Regions from separate parts of the Ovis aries genome. Here region 1 is linked to region 2. The links are chromatin contacts, called in public Hi-C maps. All regions are on one chromosome and are shown on one strand. The core of a region is the stretch at or near the end of the contact, and the rest is flanking DNA. Distances in the headings are between cores, read along the strand shown. Region 1 overlaps SLC25A26 (solute carrier family 25 member 26). Region 2 holds the start of LRIG1 (leucine rich repeats and immunoglobulin like domains 1).

Region 1 (3,373 bases), core at 696-3,195, 220 kb before region 2:
TGTGTGTGTGAAATTGTTTCCTTGGCTTTACCTCTTCCTTTCTCTTTTGATTTGCTTCAGTTATGTCTGGCTATATGTAATTATGCCTAGTCTTCCCAGGCAGTCTATAAGATCCACATGAAGATAGCAGTGGGGTTTTTACCTCTTTGTGTTATGTGCAGGCTCTGGGGGTAACACCTGCCACAAAGTCAGTGCTCAGTAATTATTTGTTGCTTTTTTCATTCCTTTAAGTTTGGTTGTGTTTTGTTCAGATGCTGTTAGACACCGTGACCATTTCAGAATGCTGGGGGAACTCTAAGGGAACTTGGAATTATGCTGGGTTGGGACTCAGCCTTTGACACACTACAGTAGAAGATCTTTGCATTAGAGAGGTGATGAAATACCAAAGAGTATATCCTTTTCTAAGGTTTCTGTCTTCTTAACCCTTGAAAAAAATAGTTTGTATAAAGCTGGTTTCATTAGAAGAGTAATTAGTTCCCCCCATTCCCCTACATCTTTAATAATTCACTTTAAAGGGGAAAAAGTGATTGTAAATCTTTCCAAACTTTTTTTTCCCCTGAACTTTTAATGTGAAATTGTTTTTCAGTTAAAATCCAATGCAAACATATTGAACCTTGTTTTAATCCTACATAATTCATTTTATTAACTATGACCAAATAGAACATCTGTTAAAATTCCATAATGTTAGCTTCATGGGAAAAGAAAAAAAAAGTCCGTTTGCTCTTGGAATCTGTCCATTGTTTTATTGTTGAGGCTTTCAGTAAATGTGTAATGAGACATTCTTATTAATGGGAATATTAAACAAATGAAAATGAAATACTGCCTTTAATCACAAGCGGTTTATAAAATGAGTCACCTAATTACATTTACTTTAGTGTAACTTTACCGTAGAGATGGTCTATGAGGAATGAACAGTACTTCATTCTTTAATCCAGAGAGTAAACTTGTTACTCCTCAAATACGGATTTCAGCCTACAGTTTTTCATCATCTCTTAAATAAACAAAGTTTTAGAAAGAACAATTTTGTAAAATTATCTTAATGTAGAAAGATTACTTTAGCCCCTCAGTGCATATTTTCTCGTGTTTTGTTTACATGAAACCAGCTGCTATTTACTTTTCTCGTTCTTAGGACAAATTTCATTTGCACTGTACAGTTTTGAAAGGGCTACATATTCCATTGTTGCATGGTGGCCGTGTTGTCTGGAAGGGATACCCGTTCATGTCTGTAGAGCTTCCGGAGAAGTAAATTAATAGCATGAATCTTCAGTGGAAATGTAAGAAAAGCTGTTGAATAAAGGTGGAAACTCTCTCTTCCTTTTAAAGGTGGAAACTATTTCTTCTCTTTAAACGTTAGCATCATATACCATAATATTGAAATAGCTGTGTCTAGGGTGTTTGTGCTTTTTCATCTCATGTGAAATATCCTGTCTCTTCACATTTGTGTTAATTTAGATGGCAGAGTGATTGTAAAGAACAGAGGGGCTGACTACAGTGGCTGAACTAAAATATGGTTGTCCCTAAAACAAATTTTTTTCTCTTACAAGAAATCTGGAGATGGTCCCTCTAACGCTGGTGTACTGGTTAAATGATGGACATCTAGGAACCAGGCTCTCTTCATTCTGCTTGCGGAACCCTAGTACTCTGGCAGAATTACTCATGATTATAGAATGGCTGCTGCACTTTTGGGCCCGTGGCCCTTGTCCAAGCATGAAGTGGGAAGGGCAGGGGGTGTTATCTGTCACTCTGTTTACTTAGAAGACAAAGGTTTCTTGGGCCAGGTGTCTAAAGCTCTCCTGAGTTGCATGGGCATTGAGATGTTTGTATACATTGTGGTTTTTCGGTGTCGTAGATAAAGGCAGGCACAGAGGGTGTTGGGACTACAGATGCTGAGTCACCAGCCTGCAACATCTGCTCTGTTCTCTCTATTGTAGTTCAAACTGAGTTGCTTCAGAAGGGAAACAGTCTCATGTACCCGTGACTCCAGTTGGGGATCCTGTTGTTCACATTCAGATCACGTCTGGACTACAGATTTTTGGACATTTAATTCTACTTTGTAAATTTTGAAATCTGTTCTTTTTTTCTGTCACCTTTTTTTTGGTGAGCATAGTGTGGAAGCTCTTCTTCTAAAATCATTGGTCAGTCTGTAATCTTTAATCTGGAGATGGACTTTACTTCAGAATTACTTATTTTTCATACATTTTTTATTTTAAAGTGAAGATCTCAGAATACCTATAGTGATATTTGAAGTAATAGCTAACGCTGACCAAGTATTTACAATGTTTCCGTGCTACATTCTTAACATACCCTCGCATACCCTTACACTAACCCAAAACACGATTCATTCTTTGTGGAAACTGAGGCTTAGCAAGGCTGTGGTTCGCCCAGAGTCTCGCATCCAGTAAGGGAGGAAACTGAGGACTTGAACGCTCATGACATTAAGCCCTGTGGTGAGCTATGTATTTTGCATTTTATACACAGACAAATTTTTCAGGAGAAGAAAATCATATATTTAAAATTCAATACTCTATATTTTTTATTTTTGCTCATTTTTAAACCTTTAAGTAGACATTAGTGTCAGGAGTTTGGGAAAAATAAGTTCTCAGTGGCTAAAGGTTTCCATGACATGAAAAGTTAATCAGAGGACGTAAATGGAGACTCCGTGTTGATAGAGATGTTCATGGTGAATAGTGGCTTGTAGGTGCCCAGTATTCCGTATGTCTGCATGATTCGTTCTCACATTCAGGCGTCACTTCACGTGCCCCTTCTCTGAGGGGCCTGATGTGACCACGCCAGCTTACATATACACCTGCCAAAACCCTGCCCGGTTACTTGGTACCCTGGCAGGCACCATTTCTTATTTATGAATTTGCTGCTGTTCTTCTTCCTTCCTCTCTTCACTGGAAGATACTCTCTTTTGAGAGCAAGTGCTTCCTGCGTGTTTTCTTCCCTACTGTAAGTCCAACACCTAGAGGAGTCCTTGACGTACAGCACACTCAGAAAGTATTCAGCGAATACAAATCAAGTACTTAATCACACATTTCAGAAGTAGACTAGTTCTAAATACTTAGATATTTAAAATCTCCATCAGATGCCCAGACTGAGATGTATGTGGCAAGAATTACGAAGTCCTAACTTAATTCCCAGACCAGTTAGTGATTTTCTGCCGTCTGAACTTTCTGCACTTCCAGTGAGTTTAATTTTCTCCTTGTCTTTTCTTATCACATTTCCTGGTATTCTTGAGCCTTCTACAAATAGCCCTTATTTTAATTTTGTCACTTCTTGTTAAGTGTTGGTCTTATGAATATTTTACATATGTAAAACTGTTTTTGAAATGACATGTGAAAATAGCAACTTATTCATTTAGAAACTCTTT
Region 2 (3,226 bases), core at 466-2,965:
GCAAGCCCTAGGAGTTCCCTAGGGAGCAGACAGGAAGGATCTGGAACACAGTTCCCTAAGATGCCAACCAGGGGGGAAAGGACCAACTTCCAGCAGTCATAGATCTCCAGGAACTGAGAGTCCCCTAACTCAACTCGGGGAGTCCTCCAGACTTTTCTGCGGGGGGCCAGAGCCAAGTCAGGCCACCAGACTGGTGGATGAGGAGGCGGCTACGCACACTCTCACTAATAAATGATGTAAATGGAAGACTGGAGCCAAAAGTCACCTTCATTCATTACCCACTGAAAGGCCGAGCAGCTCAGACAAGAGAGGTGGATTATAGGAGAGGGGAAAAAGAAACACTTGCGGACCCCTAGACAGACTTCCTCACACTCTCCCCTCCAGATGTTTCCCGCTCTCCACCCACACAGGCACACTTACCTCCTGACTTTTCACTCACCCTCTTACCGCCACACTCCCACCCACACAGCAACTCCCAAATGGCCCTCACGAGCCACGCTCACTCACCTCCAGACCCCTACGACACTTTTTCTTCTCCAGAACCTCAAGACCCACATTCGCTCACCTTAAGACCCCAAAGACCCACGTTCGATCTCATCCTTCCCCCCACGAGGTACACTTCCCGCCTTAAGACCCCAAAGACTCACGCTCGTGCACCTCCACACACTCACGAGACTCACACTTTTCCCATCCAGACTTCTTCGCACGCAGTCTCCTCCAGATCCCCAAGGACCATGTCACCACTACAATCCCACACTAACAGTTTTGCAGCTCATTCAAAGCTGACACACACGCAACTCAATGTGTAGCCCCTTTTCGAAGAAGCACCCTAGCTGTCCCGTTCGCAAGTGACAGCCCCCCGGGGCGCGAGGAGGGCGTAAAGGGCGGCACTTACAGACTCCGCGTCCAGGCGGGCAGGTCCCCTGGCAGCGCCGCCAACCCGCGCCCGCCGCAGTCCAGAGAGTCCCCAGCGCAAGCGCAGGCGGCGGCGCAGGGCGCCCGCGGGCCGGCTGTGGCCGATGCGGGCTCCAGCTGAAGCAGCAGCAGCAGCCAGAGGAGAAGACAAGGCGAGCGGCGCGGGGCCCCGAGCGCTCCGCGGACCGGCCGCGCCATCTTGTCTGGAGCGCGCAGCGAACTCCCAGTGCTGGGGCTGCAAAGTCCGGGGCGACCGCCGGCACGGGCGGGCCTGCAGGAGCTCCGCTCCGCACTAGGCTCAGTGCCGGGGCATGGCTACCAGCATAAGTTCTCTTTGCGGTAGAGACTCTGGCGCTCAGGGGGCCCCCGGTGCCTGGGCTACTCTGCAGAGCCCGGAGGGGGCCGCGAACCCCGCGCCCATCCGGGCCGACCCGTCCGTGCTCGCTGAGAACCCCACGGAGCCCAGCAAAAGGTGCTTGGCTGACGCTCCTCGTTCCCCCGCCACGCTCCTGGCCGGGCTTCGGAGTCCCCGCGCACACCAAGTGCCGCCGCCGCTGCGAGCAAGGAGCTCGGGTTCACAGCAGAAGCTCTGCGCCCGTAGGCATATTCCTCGCGGCTCCAAGCGTCCAGATGCAGACTCCGGGCTGGACGACGCGGCCACCCCCGCAGTGCTCCAAGGGCCCGGTGCGCCTAGCTGTCCCAGCGCCTCAGGCAGAGCGCGCCCGCGCGGTCCCGGGCTCCGCACGCCGCTCCGCTTAGCTAGAACCCCGCAGACCTCGCGGCCGAACAATCAGCCTCTCGCCGCTCGCTTCCCAGCGGCCCAGCCCGGGCCGGTCCCGAAGCCCCGCCCCCGGCCGCTCGCCCTCACACACCCCCTGGGCTCGGCCGCCCGCGGCCTCCTGCCGGCCCACGTTGGATGCTTTGCAACAGCGCCCCGCCCCGCCCCCGGCTGCTGTTCATTGGCTGCCGGGGTCCACGGCGGGCCAGTTTGTACGCCCATTGGAGCGTTCACCATGATCCCGCCCCTCCCGCCTCTCCGGCCACCCCACCCCAGTCTCTTTTCCCACCCAAGGTGTGAAGGGCGGGGGACTGGGAGGAGAAAGGGAGAGTCGGCCTCTGGCTCTTAAAGGGGACTTACTGACTGATGGAGGAGGGGGATGCACAATGGAGAGAGGTGGAATAAAAGTATGCCCTCTGGGTGTACGGGAGGAGAAAACTTCGGTAAAGAAGGCACTGCCCCCACTTTGGAGCGTTCTGGCCTCAAAGTTTCTTCCCTCCTTCCAGTCTGCACACAGGGCCGGCGACTTAAAGTTTACACCCATTTTCCAGATGTATGCAGATTTAAAACTTCACTAATCTACTGCTGGGGGCATCTTTAGTTATTTTGTTAGGGGTGACCGCCTTCCTCTCTCACAACCGGGAGCTCTTTTTGGCTCCTGACTTGTTCCTGACTCCTTAAATGTAGCAATATGTCCTTGATTACTAAAATGAAAGTGTAATGCGGGCAGAAACCGAATCGGAAAGGTGTACGCAGTGTCACCCCCATCCCCACCTCTGCCCTTGTGAGCTGAAGGGTTATCCTGGAAACACTCCAGCCTTCGATATAAAGGGGTTGCTTTGTTTGTTTAAATCACATCCTTTTAAAACCAGTTTTCAAGAAGTTATACATCAAGAACTCCTAAGAGACAGAATAAAAAGAGAAATAATAATTCTTACCAAGTTACTAACTTTGGCTCCTACTGGTCCGACAGCAGTAGCCAAGTGTTAACGACAGCGCAAAGAGTAAGGCGCGCACTTCGCTCAGGGGGGCGCGCGCGCACACACACACACACACACACTCACACAGAGTAAAAAAGTTACAAGATTAGCACATTAAGATATAGCTGCTCCTATCGGCGTTGTGGTTTGCTGGTGTCTCATGTCCCTTCCCAAGAGCACGCAGGTTTCTAACATAACTGCACACATTGTCAGGAAAATTAAGTGAGTCGTGTCTGTTGAAAAACATTTGCTCCAGCAACTTAAATCTGACTTCTGTGTTACCAAAAAGAAAGGAAGATGTTCCTCAGAAAGAAAAAAAAAATTTAAGTATTGCTTCATTTTTGATACATTCTATGGGGCTGCTTTAATTGAGATGTTAAATTTTCCTCAGTCAAGAAAACTTCTTTTCTTTAACCAAAACTGGGTTTGGGCTTGGTAGTCACGTGGTTGCTGGTTTCCTTTCTTTTTGTTCCCTCCTTCCCCTCCTTATCCTCCTCCAGCTTCTACTGATTCACTATGCTATCAGCTACTGGTGCCTCCTGTTTTCCTTCCT

What was found. Hi-C and Micro-C count contacts between places; a contact is called where the count stands out from the background.
Region 1: a contact with region 2 is called in a Hi-C map of hypothalamus, with 2.8 times the contacts expected there. The contact joins the enhancer-like site here to the promoter of LRIG1 in region 2. A contact is called at or near these places in 4 of 16 Hi-C or Micro-C datasets (hypothalamus, skin fibroblasts and tail adipose tissue).

Annotation. Positions count from the first base shown.
Region 1 is chr19:35,296,168-35,299,540 of ARS-UI_Ramb_v3.0, reverse strand. All of the region lies in intron 5 of SLC25A26 (solute carrier family 25 member 26), which reads left to right. Among named protein-coding and RNA genes, the nearest start is that of SLC25A26, 37 kb to the left of the region's middle. Within about 2 kb of position 1,945, at least 7 of the 54 cell types and tissues checked have an H3K27ac peak or open chromatin away from gene starts, as enhancers often do. A contact at or near this core is called in hypothalamus, where this site is marked.
Region 2 is chr19:35,076,778-35,080,003 of ARS-UI_Ramb_v3.0, reverse strand. It overlaps LRIG1 (leucine rich repeats and immunoglobulin like domains 1), which reads right to left and starts at 1,715. Exons shown (of 19, transcript XM_042235984.1): 1 at 896-1,715. The coding sequence starts at 1,113.